2 separate regions of the Sus scrofa genome follow, and region 2 is linked to region 1. A link is a contact called in public HiChIP or PLAC-seq data. All regions are on one chromosome and are shown on one strand. Each heading gives the region's core, a stretch centred on a gene start, on an enhancer-like site or on the middle of the called end of the contact. The rest is flanking DNA. Distances are from core to core; before and after follow the strand shown. Region 1 holds the start of CIC (protein capicua homolog). Region 2 overlaps DEDD2 (DNA-binding death effector domain-containing protein 2).

What was found. HiChIP or PLAC-seq counts read pairs in DNA pulled down with a chosen protein or histone mark.
Region 2: a contact with region 1 is called in an H3K27ac HiChIP or PLAC-seq map of alveolar macrophages. The contact joins the enhancer-like site here to the promoter of CIC in region 1. A contact is called at or near these places in 2 of 5 promoter capture datasets (fetal liver and liver), 4 of 47 Hi-C or Micro-C datasets (fetal liver, heart right ventricle, liver and 1 more) and 1 of 2 datasets of contacts at active chromatin or transcription factors (alveolar macrophages).

Annotation. Positions count from the first base shown.
Region 1 is chr6:49,662,133-49,666,001 of Sscrofa11.1, reverse strand. CIC (protein capicua homolog) reads left to right here and starts at 1,856. Exons shown (of 22, transcript XM_021094423.1): 1 at 1,856-2,003; 2 at 3,044-3,817; 3 at 3,820-3,869. The coding sequence starts at 1,994.
Region 2 is chr6:49,722,350-49,726,218 of Sscrofa11.1, reverse strand. All of the region lies in intron 5 of DEDD2 (DNA-binding death effector domain-containing protein 2), which reads right to left. Among named protein-coding and RNA genes, the nearest start is that of DEDD2, 13 kb to the right of the region's middle. Within about 2 kb of position 2,223, at least 10 of the 83 cell types and tissues checked have an H3K27ac peak or open chromatin away from gene starts, as enhancers often do. A contact at or near this core is called in alveolar macrophages, liver and retroperitoneal adipose tissue, where this site is marked.

The DNA of each region.
Region 1 (3,869 bases), core at 607-3,106:
TGCTCCAAGCACTCTGTTACATGGGAGTTGTAGTCTGCCTTGTACTGTCGACTATGGGCCGGAGATGTAAGAAGACTACCATTCCCAGCAGGAACTGCGATTAGCCGGTCAACAAATGCTCAGGCCACGCCTTCCGAGCCTTCTCATTGGAGTGCCTGTCCCTTAGCCCCACCTTCTTTCATTTCATTGGCTACTGTCCCTCACAGAGGCTGGGTTCCGGCCTAGAGTGCAAGGCGACTGGGTACTGTATTCGTCATTCGGTACTAAGACGGACTACGATTGGTCAATACTGGTGCCGATCATTTCATGTAGGGAGGGATCCTGGGCTGATCCGGCGGTCGTAGGCTCGGGTTGGTGTCGGTCCCAGAGGGAGGCCGATCTTGGACTTTGGCCCCACCCCCTAGCGCTGCCGGGTGGGCGCGATTGGTTGTGGCAAGCGTCGCTCGGCGGTGAGAGGCGGAGCTGTCCAGGCTCCGAATACTTATTGGTCTAGGATGGCGCCGGTCAGCGGGGTTGTGGCCGCTGATTGGCTGGCTGCTCCAGCTGTTGCAGGTCCATTCACCATTTTGTATGTTGGAGTAAAAAAAAAGGGAGAATCGAGAGGGAGAGCCGGAGGGGGGGCGGGGAGGGACCGGACCGGACCGAGCCGGGGCCTCGGCCCCCGCCCCGAAACCCCGCTGAGCCCGAGGTGAGGGGCGGGGCCAGGGCTGACACAGGCAGGGGGTATTTGGGGTGCTGGGGCCGAGAGGGGACAGGTGGCAGGGACGGGGAGGGGGTACAGGGGAAAAGGCGTGAGTAGGATGGTGGGAAGGGGACTGAGTGGAGGAGGTGGTGGGGAGGAGGAGTGACAGAAAAAGGCTGACAAGGAGGGGGTGTTGGGCAGAAAATAGGTAACAGGAATGGAGGGCTGATAGGACTAGATCAGGGTGACAGGGAGAGGGAGGGGACAGAGTTCGAGGGGGTGACAAGGAGAGCTGATGGGGAGAGGTGACAGGTCCAGAGATGGCTGACATGAGAGTGACTGGAGGGAAGAGGTGACAGAGATAGATGAGGTTGACAAGGAGGGGTGCCTGAGGAGGGGACCTAGGGCCTCTGAAGAGAGAGGTAGAGATAGAGATGGTGACAGGATGGGAGAGAGTGTGGCAGAGAAACTGGTGCTAGGAGGCCCGATGGGAGCAGAGGACAGGAGACCCTGAAGAGCCTGGGCCGGCCCGGGGTTCAGGAGTTACTGCTTAGACTCTGAGGGAGGTGAGGGCTCACAGGGCCTTGGGTAGGAGTTAGCCAGAGAGGAGTGGACAGGAAGAGAGTAGGCCCCAAGGGAAAGAGAGAGGCTGCTTGGTTTCTGGTGTGATGAGGCTGGGCTGGGCAGCAGAGTCCAGGGGTGCCAGGCAGTGTAGTTACAGGCCCTGGGTGGGGTCTGCAAAGGTTTGTGTTGGGGCTGGATCTCAGTCCTCAGGATGATGGGCCCAGCAGGTCAGTGGGGAGAAGGTGGTGGTGGTGACTCCTGGGCACTTGGGTTCCTGTCCCAGTGTGAGAAGCCCCGGGCCCTCCAGCCTCTGCCTGTGAGGACCCTAGGTATGGCTCAGAGAAGGGGCCAACTGGGACTGCAGGACCCAAGGGAGCAGCAGGCCCCAAGTAGGAGAGCATGTGGTCAGGGATACCGTAGGAGCCTGAAGTCAGGGTTGCCTCTGCTTGTGTTTGTCTTATGGTCCTGGGTCCCCCAACTCTCCAAGAGGCCCCCCCTTTGGGCCTCTCAGGTTCTCTTAGTCACTTTAGAGTAAAGTTTTTTCCCTTCTCTTTTCTCAGGGCAGCTTGAAAGGGGGCGGGCAGTAATGACTGTTCAGGAAGTGGGTGAGGTTGGTCTGCTGGGCTTGTCCTGCTTTCTTTGACCTTCTCCTACTTACCCCCACCTGGAGTCTGAGGGCATATTTGGGGGCCAGGGGGGCCCGGTCGGCTCCGCCACCTTGCCAGAGCCAGCCCAGCCAGGGCGGGGATGCAAGCAGGTCAGAAGAGGGGGCTGGGCTTTCGGGTATCATACTGGGTGCTGTGGGGGGAGGGGCAGGCTTCCATCCAGTGGGACAGTGAAACCCTGGGGTGTAGCTCTGTGCCCCACTGTGTGATGACGTGTGCGTGCCTCTGTGTGTGCGTGTGTGTGTGTGTGTGTGTGTGTGTGTGGCTTTGTGGGCATGTGTGTGCTTATTCACGGCCCCGTGGCAGCATTGGGTATGAGCTTTTGCCCCAGACTTGCCCCTGCCTGTTCCCTGCCAGGATCTGGGGAGACAGCTATACCTGGCAGGCCTGGGGTGCAGAGCAACGTGGGCAGCTGTCCCTTGGGACTCTCAGCTACGCACTCCTTCCCACAATGCCTGGCCATGCCCAGGCTGCCCATGGGGGTCGGGGGGTGGTGGTAGAGAGAGGCTCCCATCACAGCCCCGTTACCTCCCTTTCTGTGACTGTGTGCCTGTGCATGTGTGTGTGTGAGTGTGCGTGCTCTCTGGACAGTGACAGTGCAAGGAAGTGTGCCCTCTGGATCATGTGACAGGCGGCAGCACACTGAAATGGTTAGGAGCACAGACTGGAGCCAGATCGCCTGGGTTCAGATCTTAGCTCTGCCCTTTCCTAGCTGGATGAATTTAGACAGGTTGCTTGATCTCTCTGTGCTCCATTTTCCTCAAGTGTGGAATGGGGCTGATAGTAGCACCTGCCTCTTAGGGTTGTTGTGATGCTGAAATGGGTTAATAAAGTCAGGCTTAGCCCAGGGCTTGGCATAAAGTTAGTGCTCCATAGGCATGAACTGTTACTGCTTGTCATGTCCCCTTGGGGCAGTCAGAGTGTGTGCTTGCACCTACTCTGTTCTCTGCACAGGAGGCAGATGGGTGCCAGTCTGTGTCTGGGTGCCGGCCAGGGGCAGCCAGGAAGGAGACCTTGGAGATTGTGGAGGTGAGGCAGTGGCCTCAGCAAGTGGAAAGTCCTGGGGAAAACGGGGTCTGGGAGTCTTCCTGAGTTGCTTCCAATGATCCCCGTCTGCCCTTTCACCCTGCAGGTGGACAAAAGATGAAGCCAATGAAGAAGGCATGTGCTGGCCTCCCAGGTTCTGGCACTGGTGGCAAGTCCCCACCAGCTACCAGGGCCAAGGCCCTGAGGCGGCGAGGTGCTGGGGAGGGTGACAAGCCAGAGGAGGAAGACGATGAGGCGCCGCAGCAGCAGCAGCAGCAGCAGCAGCAGCAGCCGGGGCCAGAAGAGGCTGAGGAGGGGGAAGAGGAGGAGGCCGAGCAGGGCCCTGGAGCTGAGGGCCTGCCCCTGGAACTGCGCCCCGACGAGCCAGCCCCAGGCCCAGCCGAGGAACCCAAGTTGGAGGGGGAAGCAGGCCGCTGGGAGCCCTCACTCAGTCGAAAGACGGCTACGTTCAAGTCACGAGCACCCAAGAAGAAGTATGTGGAGGAGCACGGGGCTGGTAGTGGCAGCAGCGGGGCAGCCAGTGGCCCTGAAGAGCGGGCACGGACCCCTGAGGAGGCCGGCGCCCTGGGTGTGCCTCCACAGCCACCCACCTCCGCCCGCTCCTCTTCCACCGATACAGCCAGTGAGCACTCAGCCGACCTGGAGGATGAGCCGGCCGAAGCTTGTGGTCCAGGCCCCTGGCCCCCTGGCAGCACCAGTGGTGGCTATGACCTGCGGCAGCTGCGGTCCCAGCGAGTGCTGGCTCGGCGTAGGGACGGCCTCTTTCTGCCGGCTGTGGTACGCCAGGTGCGCCGAAGCCAGGACCTGGGTGTGCAGTTCCCTGGGGACCGGGCCCTGACTTTCTACGAGGGGGCCCCCGGCGTGGCGTGGATGTGGTTTTGGATGCCACACCACCACCAGGTGCGCTGGTG
Region 2 (3,869 bases), core at 974-3,473, 60 kb before region 1:
CTTCCCAACAAGCCTGCCCCAACCACCCTATTTACCGCCACCACCACCTGGCCTCCGGAATTCCCTGTTCCCAGATCTTTGCTCCATTTCGTCCCAAGGCACATACCACTTACTTCTAACCCACTCTAAGCTTTCCCTTACTGTCAGGTGCATCACCTGTCTCTCCTCAATGTGAGTTCCCTGGAGGAAGGGATTTTTGTCTGTTTTGTTCACTTGTATAACCCCCAAGGCACACAGGAGGTGCTTGATATGCATTTGTGAAAGAACCAATGCATGCATGAATGGACTTGCTTTTAGGTCCCTCTTCTGCCTTAAAACCATGTGGAGCCAACCACATTCTCGCCCACCCCACCCAACCAAGCAGCACCAAGCCCATGAAACTCAAGGAAGGAACTGGGCTCGCTCTACTGGAAGCAGGAGTTCTCTTTCCACAGAGGCTACTAAGAAGCTGCGCTGTAAGCCAGAGCTTCTGGGGACCATTTCGCCACTAGGAGAGGAGAGAATGAAACCTATACAAGGCCAAGGATAGAGAGAAAAAGACTCCTGAGTTCTTCCTGTGTGCCTGGAGCACCTGGATTTTCAGCTATCATCAATTTCCTTCTTGCTTAAGCCAGCCTGAGTTGACCTCGCTTAAAACCCTGTCCACATCCACCCAATCATTTGGCAGGTGGCAGCTGTGTGCAGGGGACAGGAATGGGATTTCCAAGGCTATCCCTGTAAATGTGACCTCAGGCCTATCACCTCCCTGTGTGATTACTGAATTCCCATCAGTGAATCGGGCTACTAACAGAACCTCCTATCCACTTACAACACAGGCTGTCCTGAGGATCAGCTGGAAATGACAACAAGTGTTTGTGACAAGAGTCACACAAACTCATTTATTAATTCACAAACAACCCTGTGGGGCAGGCCCTATTATCTCTCCAATTTACAGACAAAATGGAGACAAAGAGAAGTGATGTGATTTACCCAAGGTCACATGGCCAGGGGTGGCAGTGCATGACAGGGGTCACTGACCCTCCCATGCACCAGAAAGCAGCTTCAAGTCAGTGGAGCCGATTCCAACCCAAGAACCTTCAGGCACTAACTGTGACCTGGCGCAAGTTACCACCTCTCTGAGACAGGGTCCTGCCTAAACCAAGGGGACAATCCCTACTGGAAAAGGGCTGGTCAGATGATTTAAAATGGTGCAATGGTGGAGTTCCTGGTGTGGCATAGTGGGTTAGGAATCTGACTGCAGCAGCTTGGGTCACTGCAGAGGAGAGGATTCAATCCCAGGCCCAGAGCAGTTGGTTAAAGGATCCGGCATTGCCGCAGCTACAGAGTAGGTAGCAGCTGTGGCCCAGATTCAATCTTTGGGTGGGAGAACTTCCACCTGCTGTGGGTGCAGCCAAAATAGTAATAATAAAAATGAAAAATAAAGGCGTTCCTGTTGGGGCTCAGCAGATTAAGAACCTGAACAGTATCCATGATGATGCAGGTTCAATCACAGGCCTTGCTCAATGAATAGGTCAAGGATCCTGCATTGCCAGGAGCAGTGGTATAGGTCACAGATGTGGCTCGGATCCCACCTTGCTGTAGCTGTGGTATAGGTTGGCAGCTGCAGTTCCAATTCAACCCCTAGCCTGGGAACTTACACATGCCACAGGTGTAGTTCTAAAACATTAAAAACTAAAACAAAAATGAAAAATAAAAGTAGAGCACTATACATGGTGACTGATGACCGCTAAAGAATGGCAGCCAGGAGTTCCTGTCATGGCTCAGCAGAAACAAATCTGACTAGCATCCATGAGGACGCAGGTTCAATCCCTGGCCTCACTCAATGGGTTAAGGATCTAGTGTTGCTGTGAGCTGTCGTGTAGGTCACAGATGCTGCTCAGATCCTGCATTGCTGTGACTAAGGTGTAGGCTGGCAGCTACAGGTCCAATTTGACCCCTAGCCTGGGAACCTCTGTATGCTGAGGGTGCAGCCCTAAAAAGACAAAAAAAAAAAGCCAGCCACCAACAACTGTGAGGTCCCAAACAGTTTACCCTTAGAGATTCAGTGGGATCAGCCCTAGGGGCAGGGGCCACAGTCAATCCATCTGACAGATGAGATAATTGAAGCTCTGAGAAGGGAAGTGTGAAGCCTCTGACTCCCTTCACCTTTCACAGACTGTGTCACTGACAGAGCAGAAAGCAGAAGGCAGGTTCCCTGCTTCCCCAGGCAACTTCTCAGCACCACCCACTTCCTCCTCTCACCCCAAAACCCAAATGTTCCTCCTTCTGCCTTGAGAGGAACCTCACCCTTTCTGCTTAAGGCCCAGGAAAACCAGCCCAGCCTTAGCCTCCAGGACTTCCCACAGACCCAGCTCCCCCCATTCTAAGGACCAGATAAGACCTTTGGGCCCACATCCTTGACTCCTATGAGTGTCTAACCATGCCCTCAAAAAGCATGGGCCAGGGAACAGGGGACTGGGAGGAGCAGCACCTGTCCAAGGCCACACGGGGCTGCTCAGTGGCAGAGGCACAGAGCCTGGTGGCGGAGTCCGACAGACCTTGAGGCGAGTCCCGGCTCTGCCACTCTCTAGCTGTGGGGCCTTGGGCATGTGACCTCACCTCTCTGAGCCTCAGTTTCCCCATCTGAAAAACATAAAGAGACAAACAAGAGGTCCCTGCTGCACAATGAGGTCATGAGGATTAAATCAGGCAGCTCGTGAAGCACCTGACCCAGGGCCTAGACAGAGAGGTGCCCAAAAGCAGGAACTGTGATTTTGACACTCACCCCTCTACCCCCACCCTGGGCCTCTGCCTAGGTCTTGCCCTCTCTCACCTGGGGCCCTGAGTGAACCTCCTCCCTTATCTCCTCAATCCCCACTACTGACTACCAGACCCTGCCCTGCAGCCAAAGCTTCCAGCACAAGCCTTACTCAAAAAACCTGTCCATCTCCCCTGCCCCAAATGCCCAGTGACTCCCCTCCCAGGTGGCCTTTCTCTTTGGCACAGACCGGCGGTAGAGACTATCTGTTCGCCCAGAGCCCACTGGGCACGGTAGGGGTGGAAGGAGGGCAGGATCAGGGTGAACCCACGTGTGTCTATTCATTCCTCCATCCGACAGAGATTTACCAACAGCCAGGAATGCTGGGCAGACATGAGGGCCCCGCCACAAATGGGGCTGGGAGCCAAGTGAGCCCCAGTCAAGGACCCCTCAAGGGGGCCAGGCCCTCCCTGGGTGCTTTCTCTATCTTAACCCTGAGTTCTCACAGCACTTTCATTACCCTGTTTACAGCGGAGGAAACAGTCCAACCTCTGGTCTGGAATACAAGAGGATGGCACACAGAAGAGGAGGACAGGGAAGCTCCACCAGGGAAAAGGAGAAACATGCATCATCTGAGCCACGGCTCCAGCCCCGGCCTGAACCACGGGCGTCTCGAGCGCTCTCCTTACTTCTCTCCTCAGCTCACCCACAGGGGCCTTTTATACAGTGCGTACTACACTACCTTCACACGCTGCACATCTACCAACCTTTTTTTTATTATTAAACATGCAGGTAAAATTTCATTTATTTATAATTTATTTTTTCATTTTCTAAGGCCGCACCAGCGGCACATGGAAGTTCCTGGGCTAGGGGTCAAATTGGAGCTGCATCTGCTGGCCTACACCACAGCCACAGCCACGCCAGATCCGAGCAGCTACACTGCAGCTTATGGCAACGCTGAATCGTTAACCCACTGAGCGAGGCCCAGGATTGAACCTTCGTCCTCGTGGATACAGGATGAGTCACCTGCCTGAGGCCAAAGAGGCAGAAGTGGTTGAGCTGGAATTTCAACCAAGATGCCTGGCTCCAGAGCACCAAAGCTTTTAACTATCCCTATCCTGTTTGCTGCCTC